Regions from separate parts of the Mus musculus genome. Here region 1 is linked to region 2. The links are chromatin contacts, called in public promoter capture Hi-C maps. All regions are on one chromosome and are shown on one strand. The core of a region is the stretch at or near the end of the contact, and the rest is flanking DNA. Distances in the headings are between cores, read along the strand shown.

The links. Promoter capture Hi-C pulls out the DNA fragments that hold promoters and counts their contacts.
Region 1: a contact with region 2 is called in a promoter capture Hi-C map of cranial neural crest. The contact joins the promoter of Nrbf2 here to the promoter of Pbld2 in region 2.

The regions. Positions count from the first base shown.
Region 1 is chr10:67,284,010-67,287,550 of GRCm38.p6, reverse strand. It overlaps Nrbf2 (nuclear receptor binding factor 2), which reads left to right and starts at 2,270. Exons shown (of 4, transcript NM_001036293.2): 1 at 2,270-2,454. The coding sequence starts at 2,425. Gm46200 (a long non-coding RNA gene) reads right to left here and starts at 2,118. Exons shown (of 3, transcript XR_001779690.1): 1 at 2,031-2,118.
Region 2 is chr10:63,022,749-63,025,909 of GRCm38.p6, reverse strand. It overlaps Pbld2 (phenazine biosynthesis-like protein domain containing 2), which reads right to left and starts at 1,398. Exons shown (of 10, transcript NM_026085.2): 1 at 1,174-1,398. It overlaps Hnrnph3 (heterogeneous nuclear ribonucleoprotein H3), which reads left to right and starts at 2,061. Exons shown (of 10, transcript NM_001079824.1): 1 at 2,061-2,190.

The sequences.
Region 1 (3,541 bases), core at 1,021-3,520, 4.3 Mb before region 2:
TAATAAGATTTAACAATTAAATTATTTAAATATTTTTAAAAGTCCTGCTTTTCAGTTTCATCATCTTGGGAGAGTCTCAAATACCATGCCACCAGTCTATGTCACTGTTTCAGTTTCTTCTCTGTTGTTATGATAACACCTTGACCAAAAGCAATATTGTAGTGGGGGGGGGTGGGTTGGGGGGAGGTTGGTTGGTTTACAATCCCAGGTGGCAGTCCATCACTGAGAGAAGATGAGTCAGGAACTCAAGGCAGGGACTTCTTCAAGGTAGGTCTGCTTGCTATTCTCAACAGCATTACCTCTGATGGAGGAACTTACTTCACAGCCAAAGAAGCAGAGCAGAAACCATGGAGGGCACTGTTCTCTAAGCTGAGTATAATAATCTCATGGAGATTATTATAATAATCTCATGGAGGGCACTGTTCCCAAGCTGAGTATAATAATCTCAGCTAACACTTCTATACAGCTCAGGACCACCTGCCTAGGGATTATCCCATCCACTGGACCTGTGCCCTTCTACATTAGCTAAGACTCAAAACAATCCCTGCAGACTATCCACCAGCCAATCACATCCGGGAAATACCTTAATTGGGGCTCTCCACTTAGGTGACTCAGGCAGTGTCAGTTAAAGCTAATCAGGACAGCCATAGAACAAACTACCAGATACAATGGCTTGAGACAACACACATACTAAATAACAAATGCCATAGATCAGGAGTCTGGGCCTGGCCCGAATGGCTCCTTGTTTGCATCTTCCAAGCTTCAATCAAGGTAAGTAATTGGGGTCTGGTTAGTACCTGAAACCTTAGGGCCCACTTCACAACCCATGTGGCTTTTGAAATCATTTTAGATATATATGCTATATATTATTCATATTAAGTTATATATGTCATCTCTTCCTCCCCGTTTACAGATGTTGTACATTGCCTCTGCTCTTTCCTCGGCTGGCTTTTTAAGGTTTCATATTAAAAAAAAAAAATCACATCCCAGGGGGCTGGAGAGATGGCTCAGAGGTTAAGAGCACTGACTGCTCTTCCAGAGGTCCTTAGTTCAATTCCCAGCAACCACATGGTGGCTCACAACCATCTCTAATGGGATCTGATGCCCTCTTCTGGTCTGTCTGAAGACAGTGACTGTGTACTAAAATAAATTAAATAAATAAATCTTAAAAAAAAATCACACCCCAGGTGGGTTTCCTTTAACACCCAACCTGCGTCTCCACGTCCTCCAATATTACAAATTCTTAAAGGTACATTCATGTGGTTCTTTGAAGTTTTTTTCATTACAGAATTTGGTACTGTAAAACCTCCAGGTAAGGGGCTGGTGAGATGGCTCAGTGTGTAAGAGCACCCGACTGCTCTTCCAAAGGTCCGAAGTTCAAATCCCAGCAACCACATGGTGGCTCACAACCATCCGTAATGAGATCTGACGCCCTCTTCTGGAGTGTCTAAAGACAGCTACAGTGTACTTATATATAATAAAAATAAATAAATCTTTAAAAAAAAAAAAAAAAAAAAAAAACCTCCAGGTAAGCCCGGTTTCCTTCACACAATATGTTAGTTGTTCTCTCAGCTCCTCTCCATCTCCCTTTCTCCATAAACCATATCTACTTGCCAGTGGGTGCGGAAACAGAAAGACCTTAGCACAGTGATTTAGTACATAGTTGTTGAAGAACGGTTATACTTGGTGGCTTATAATCCTTCTTGCTTTAGAATTAGTTTGTGACCCTGGGGTCACTTATCTCTGTCAAATCCTCTCGGTGGAGTGGAGGTATGGTGGCACCTGCTCATATGCTCGACACAAGACTGCCACATGTACAAGATCTGGGCCACAGACTCTCTGCCAAAAGGCAAAAAATATGGAAACCTCCTGTAAGGCGGATCTAGTGCAGGGTGTTAACTTGGCTCAAATTTGCTTTTTAAAAAAAAGTCAACGGAGATAGAACAGAAACGGAGAAGGAGGGGTGAGGTACAAGGAGAGGACCTGAGAAAGCCTACGGGAAGGAAGAAAGGTCAAGCGTGCAGAGTGACCTTATTAACCAACTAGCCAGACCCGGCTCATCACGTGACAGCCGCCGCCGAAGTCTAGCAGAGCTCCCTCTCGCGAGGAGAGGGGCGGTTTTTGTCACTTAGCTGCTGCCCCGCCCCTAGCCCCGCCCACCCCATGCTCTCACCCCAGCCGCGCCCCCTGCCTCGCGCCGGCGCGTGGCGACGTCACGCCGCCGCGCGCAGCGACGCCGGGACGGCCCCCCGCGACGCGACGTCGGAGGCGGAAGTGGCGCGGCTGTCGCTCTTGGGCTCTCACTGCCGGCTCCGGGTTCTGCGAGGAGCCTCCTGCCAGCCGCCGCGTCTCCCTGCCCTCGCTGCCCCTCCATGTGCCCGGGCGCCGCCGCTCCGCCTCGGGCCGCTGCTCACCCCGGGGTTTATGGAAGTGATGGAAGGACCCCTCAACCTTGTGAGTGGTCGCGGGCTGAGTCGGGGACCGGTAGGCTGCGGGGAAACGCGGGCTGAGGGGGTCAAGCGGCACTGAAGGGGGAGCCGCGAGCTCATGGAGGGGACCCTGATCCCCGGGGCTCAGGCCTCTCCCTCGGGGCCCGTGGCATCTGCCCTGCTGGGACCGCGTCCCAGCGCCACGTAGCCGCCGCCTGCAGGCCGCGGGCAGAGTCGGGGTGTCGGGGCCGCGCCTCGCACACCGCACCCCCTCTTCCCTGCTGCCCTCGCAGCTGGGCTAGCGAAGGCCCCTCTGAAACAGCTGGATCGGAACCCCAGTCCACGCCCCGCAGCCCGGTGCCTTTGCTTTAAGGCTCACGAAAGTACCAGACGTGTTTGCCTTTCTCAGAAACACATACAGAGAGACACACAGGGGGCCGGGTCATTATTGTTTGGGGCAAAAAGGAACACACACACACACACCGCCCCAAACAACCCCACAAAACCCCAAACCTCCCACAGTTCTGTTCTAAGTGTGATCACAGGACATCTTCGGGTTTCCTGGGAAAAGGTTCATGAAATTCAGATGCAGACGTCTGGTTCCTTAGTGTTGCGGAGTAAAACTTTGCAAGTCCCAAGTCTGTAGGTGGTTTGCGATGATGCGGAGGGATTGAGAGCAGGACCGGGAAAGATTGATTGCTTCCTTTGGAACTCTGCCCTCCCTCCCGGCTTGGAAGAGCCTGGTCCGTGCTGTGCAGAGAAGCCAGAGTCTGTGGTTTCAGACTATGGATTTCTGGAGCCAAACTCCTGGATTTGAACTCGGGCTTAGTCACCTAATAGCCTCAAGAGACCTTGAACAAAAATTTTCACTTCATTGTTTTTTTTTGTTTTTGTTTTAACCCTCGTTCGTTGTGAGGATTAAAGGACTGAATAGATAAGAGACACGTAGAACTGTACGTTATGGATGGAACATTGGAAGAGTTAGTTGCTCCAGTGAGACCGTAGCCCCTGTCACTTAATGAGATTTGGGAGTGTTGAGCGTCAACGCTGGAGAGTGAACACCTAAAGCTATGGTTCCATCCCTGGCGCCAGGTTTGCAGCTCCGAGAAATC
Region 2 (3,161 bases), core at 149-2,648:
ATCAAAACGAATTGAGGATTGTGGCCGATAACCACACAAAGTGTGTGCAAAGAATGCCAAATTCATTCATGCTGTAAGCAGACTGAATTCCAGGGGAAGAGGAAAAGGGATTACAGAATTCCACCTACCCAATCATGTTGAAAGAGTGAAAGGTAAAGGAGCCATGTAATTAAAACCCAATAGAAGAAAGGCCCTGGGAAGGTTTCATCCTAAGAGTTCAGCTTGGAGTACTGCTAATAAGCCAGTTCCCTTTAGGTTTGTTACCCCCTCCACCCCACCGCCCAGAGGCAGTGTTTCTCAGTGTAGCCCTGGCTGTCCAGGAACTCACTCTGAAGACCAGGCTGGCCTCCAACAAAGAGATCCAACTGCCTCTGCCTCCCGAGTGCTGGGATTAAAGGTGTGCACCACTACCCAGCTAAACCAGTTACTTTTTTAAAAAAGAGAACATACTTTGGGCTCTAAATCAACCCCCAGCTATTAAAAGGAGGGGGTGGGGTAACTTTAGGGGATTAAAGTAACAATAAAATAACCAAGCTTCAGCAAGTGTCTGGCCAGTAAGCCACTAACTTGTCACCACATAAAAGAGTTTAGTGTTATCAAGTGTAATTATTTTCACTCTTGTGGGACTAGGGACTGCATCTGTGAAATACCACTTTGTAAGGCTATGGAGACACAGAGGGTCAGGAGTTCAAGGACATCCTTGGCTACCCAAGAACAAAGACAAGGAACTGCTTACCATGCCATTTCAGGAAGTACTTAATAAACCTGAGCTATGACGGCTTCTAGAACATACTTTGATTTTCCTGTCTGTAAGTATAAGCACACTGCGCCCCCCCCCCCTTCTCTGAAGGATATTTTGGGCTATAAAATCAGTAGAGTACTAAAGACTTTCAAGTAGGTTTGAAGATGAATTAAAGCCGTGAAATACAAGTTTCCATACAAGAAAGTCATTGGCCTCTTGGCTCTAGTATAAACATAAATAAAAATTCATAGTAAATCAAATCCAACCTTCCACACTGCCACTACTCCACTCCACATGGACTTCCCAGTGTTTGTAGCACAAAGAAATCTTTGGATGCACACTGAAGGGTGATTCCAACCCAGCCCCATCCACGTTCACAGCCTTAGTCTGTCCAGCCCGGCCTCTTTTCGCCCTCTGCTGTCCGTACCCACCTTAATTAGCTTTGCTCTCCCAAGTCTCTCAACACCAGGGTGGCCCTCCACCTTCCCACAGCCTTTCCATGTGCAATTTGTGTTACAACTTTAAAAAAGCCATAAACGGGTCGGGAGCAATCTTGGTAGCACGACAGAACCTCCACATGCGGTTTTTTTAGGTGTCTCCTGCGAGCACAATTTTTAGGAATACCAAACTCTTACTTAGATAAAGTCTATTGCCGTGAACCACAGACCCGTCACCCGGGTTTAATGGAGAGAAAAACCGAACCTGGCAGGTAGGAAACCAATCAAGGCGCCAAGGCTGCCTACGCAGGGGAACAAAGGGGATGCCCCAGGCTAGGACGGGAATCCTGCTGGGTTTAGACGCTTTGTATCTTCGCAGGCGCAACATTCATCTTTTTTTCTGATTGCATAATGCAAATATGGTGGACCAGCAAAGCCGTCCCCGGGTTGGGGGGCGGGGTGACAGAAACCACGTGGCTCCTTCCGCGCGGGGGCCTTTGTGGGATCTATTCCCAGTGGAGCAGATAAGAAACTTAGCAAACCGCGTGACCACGGCTCCTCAGAGGCCCGTGGGGAGGGACAAACGTGAGCTCCGGGGTTCAGAGGGTTGGTCGGTCGGCGGGAGCCAACGGAGTCCGCCACAGCCCACTCGCTGCGACTCCACGCCCACCACGGTGGCAACCGGGCAGGTCCCGAGTGCGCAGGTGCGCTGCGCCCCGCCCCCTGGGAGACCACGCTGTCACTCAAGTATCGCGAGAGCAGCGCGGCAGAGAGGGGGTGGGCCTGGGCAGTCGGCCCTGCCCCCTCCCTCTCTCTCGCCCCCCTCCCATCCCCCCTCGGCAGTCGCTCGGCTGCGCAGCTCCTAGAGCGGTTGGCGCGGCGGGAGACGGTTGAGGGGAGCGAGGGAGCCGAACCGTTGTGGCGAGCGCTCAGCAGCGGGCGAGCCAGGCGTCCCTGCCCGCGACCAGACCCGCGCGAGCGTCGGTGTAGGCGTTGCTTACGCCCCACAGGGTATCTGAAGTAGAAGGGGGGGTAGGTTGGGCCGGCGGTGCCGACAGCGGAGTCGGGAGAAGGACGAAGAGCCCGGGAGCGGGTGAGGGAACGCGGAGTGGCCGCTCGCTCGCTCTCCCCCGCCGCTCGGCTGCCGCCATCTTGGGGGCCGGTAGCGGTCGGGTCGCCTTCCCGCCTTTCCCCCGCTCGGGCTACTTTGTCGCCTCCGGCTTACGGGAAAGTGTCCGGCAGGAGAGAGTGCGGGCGGGAGATCCGAGCTCTCCGGTAGGGATGAGGGTGGGGAGCTCAGCGAGCCGGGAAAGCGGGACGCGCTCCGGGTGGAAATGGCGCTCGGCGGGCCCGGCCACCCACCGGGGCCTCCGGTGCTCTCGAAGGGACTACCTGGGGCCGGCGGGGCTGCGAGGGGCTGCTGACGCAGACTCCAGGGTTGAGACAGGGGGAGCTGGGGGCGGGGGAAGGAGAAGCCAGTGACGACGAGGGCGCTCCGATGCCAGATGCAGGACAAAGGCGGCCGCGGTCCTCCTTTGTAATTCCGCCGCTCGGTTGCGATGGCCTTGGCCGGGGGCCGGAGGCGGACTGTCCCCTATCTCCCGGGTCTCTAGGGCGAGCTGGGCAAACGGAAAATCTCCGGGAGGAGGCAAAGGACGCTTAGCCGACCTTTTAGTCCCTATTTGGAACTGCGGAGAGAGTCCGTTGCGCATCTCCAAAGAATTACCACCCACCTACCCCATGTCCCCCTCTTAGGTGTCGACCAAGACTTTTCATTTTGGAAGAGAAGTGCATGGCTTTTCTAATAGGAATAGTGCAAAGTGGGTGTGTTTCAAACAGGTCCGGGCCAGGTGAACTGCGAAGGTGCTGCGTTTAGGCAAGGGTGGAGAGTTAAGTTGTGTTTGGGGTAGTTAACTCTCCAGGAGTTGTGTTTTGTGTCGTTTTGTAATTAAGGCCGAAAGCCCAGTGCATTTCGTTTCATT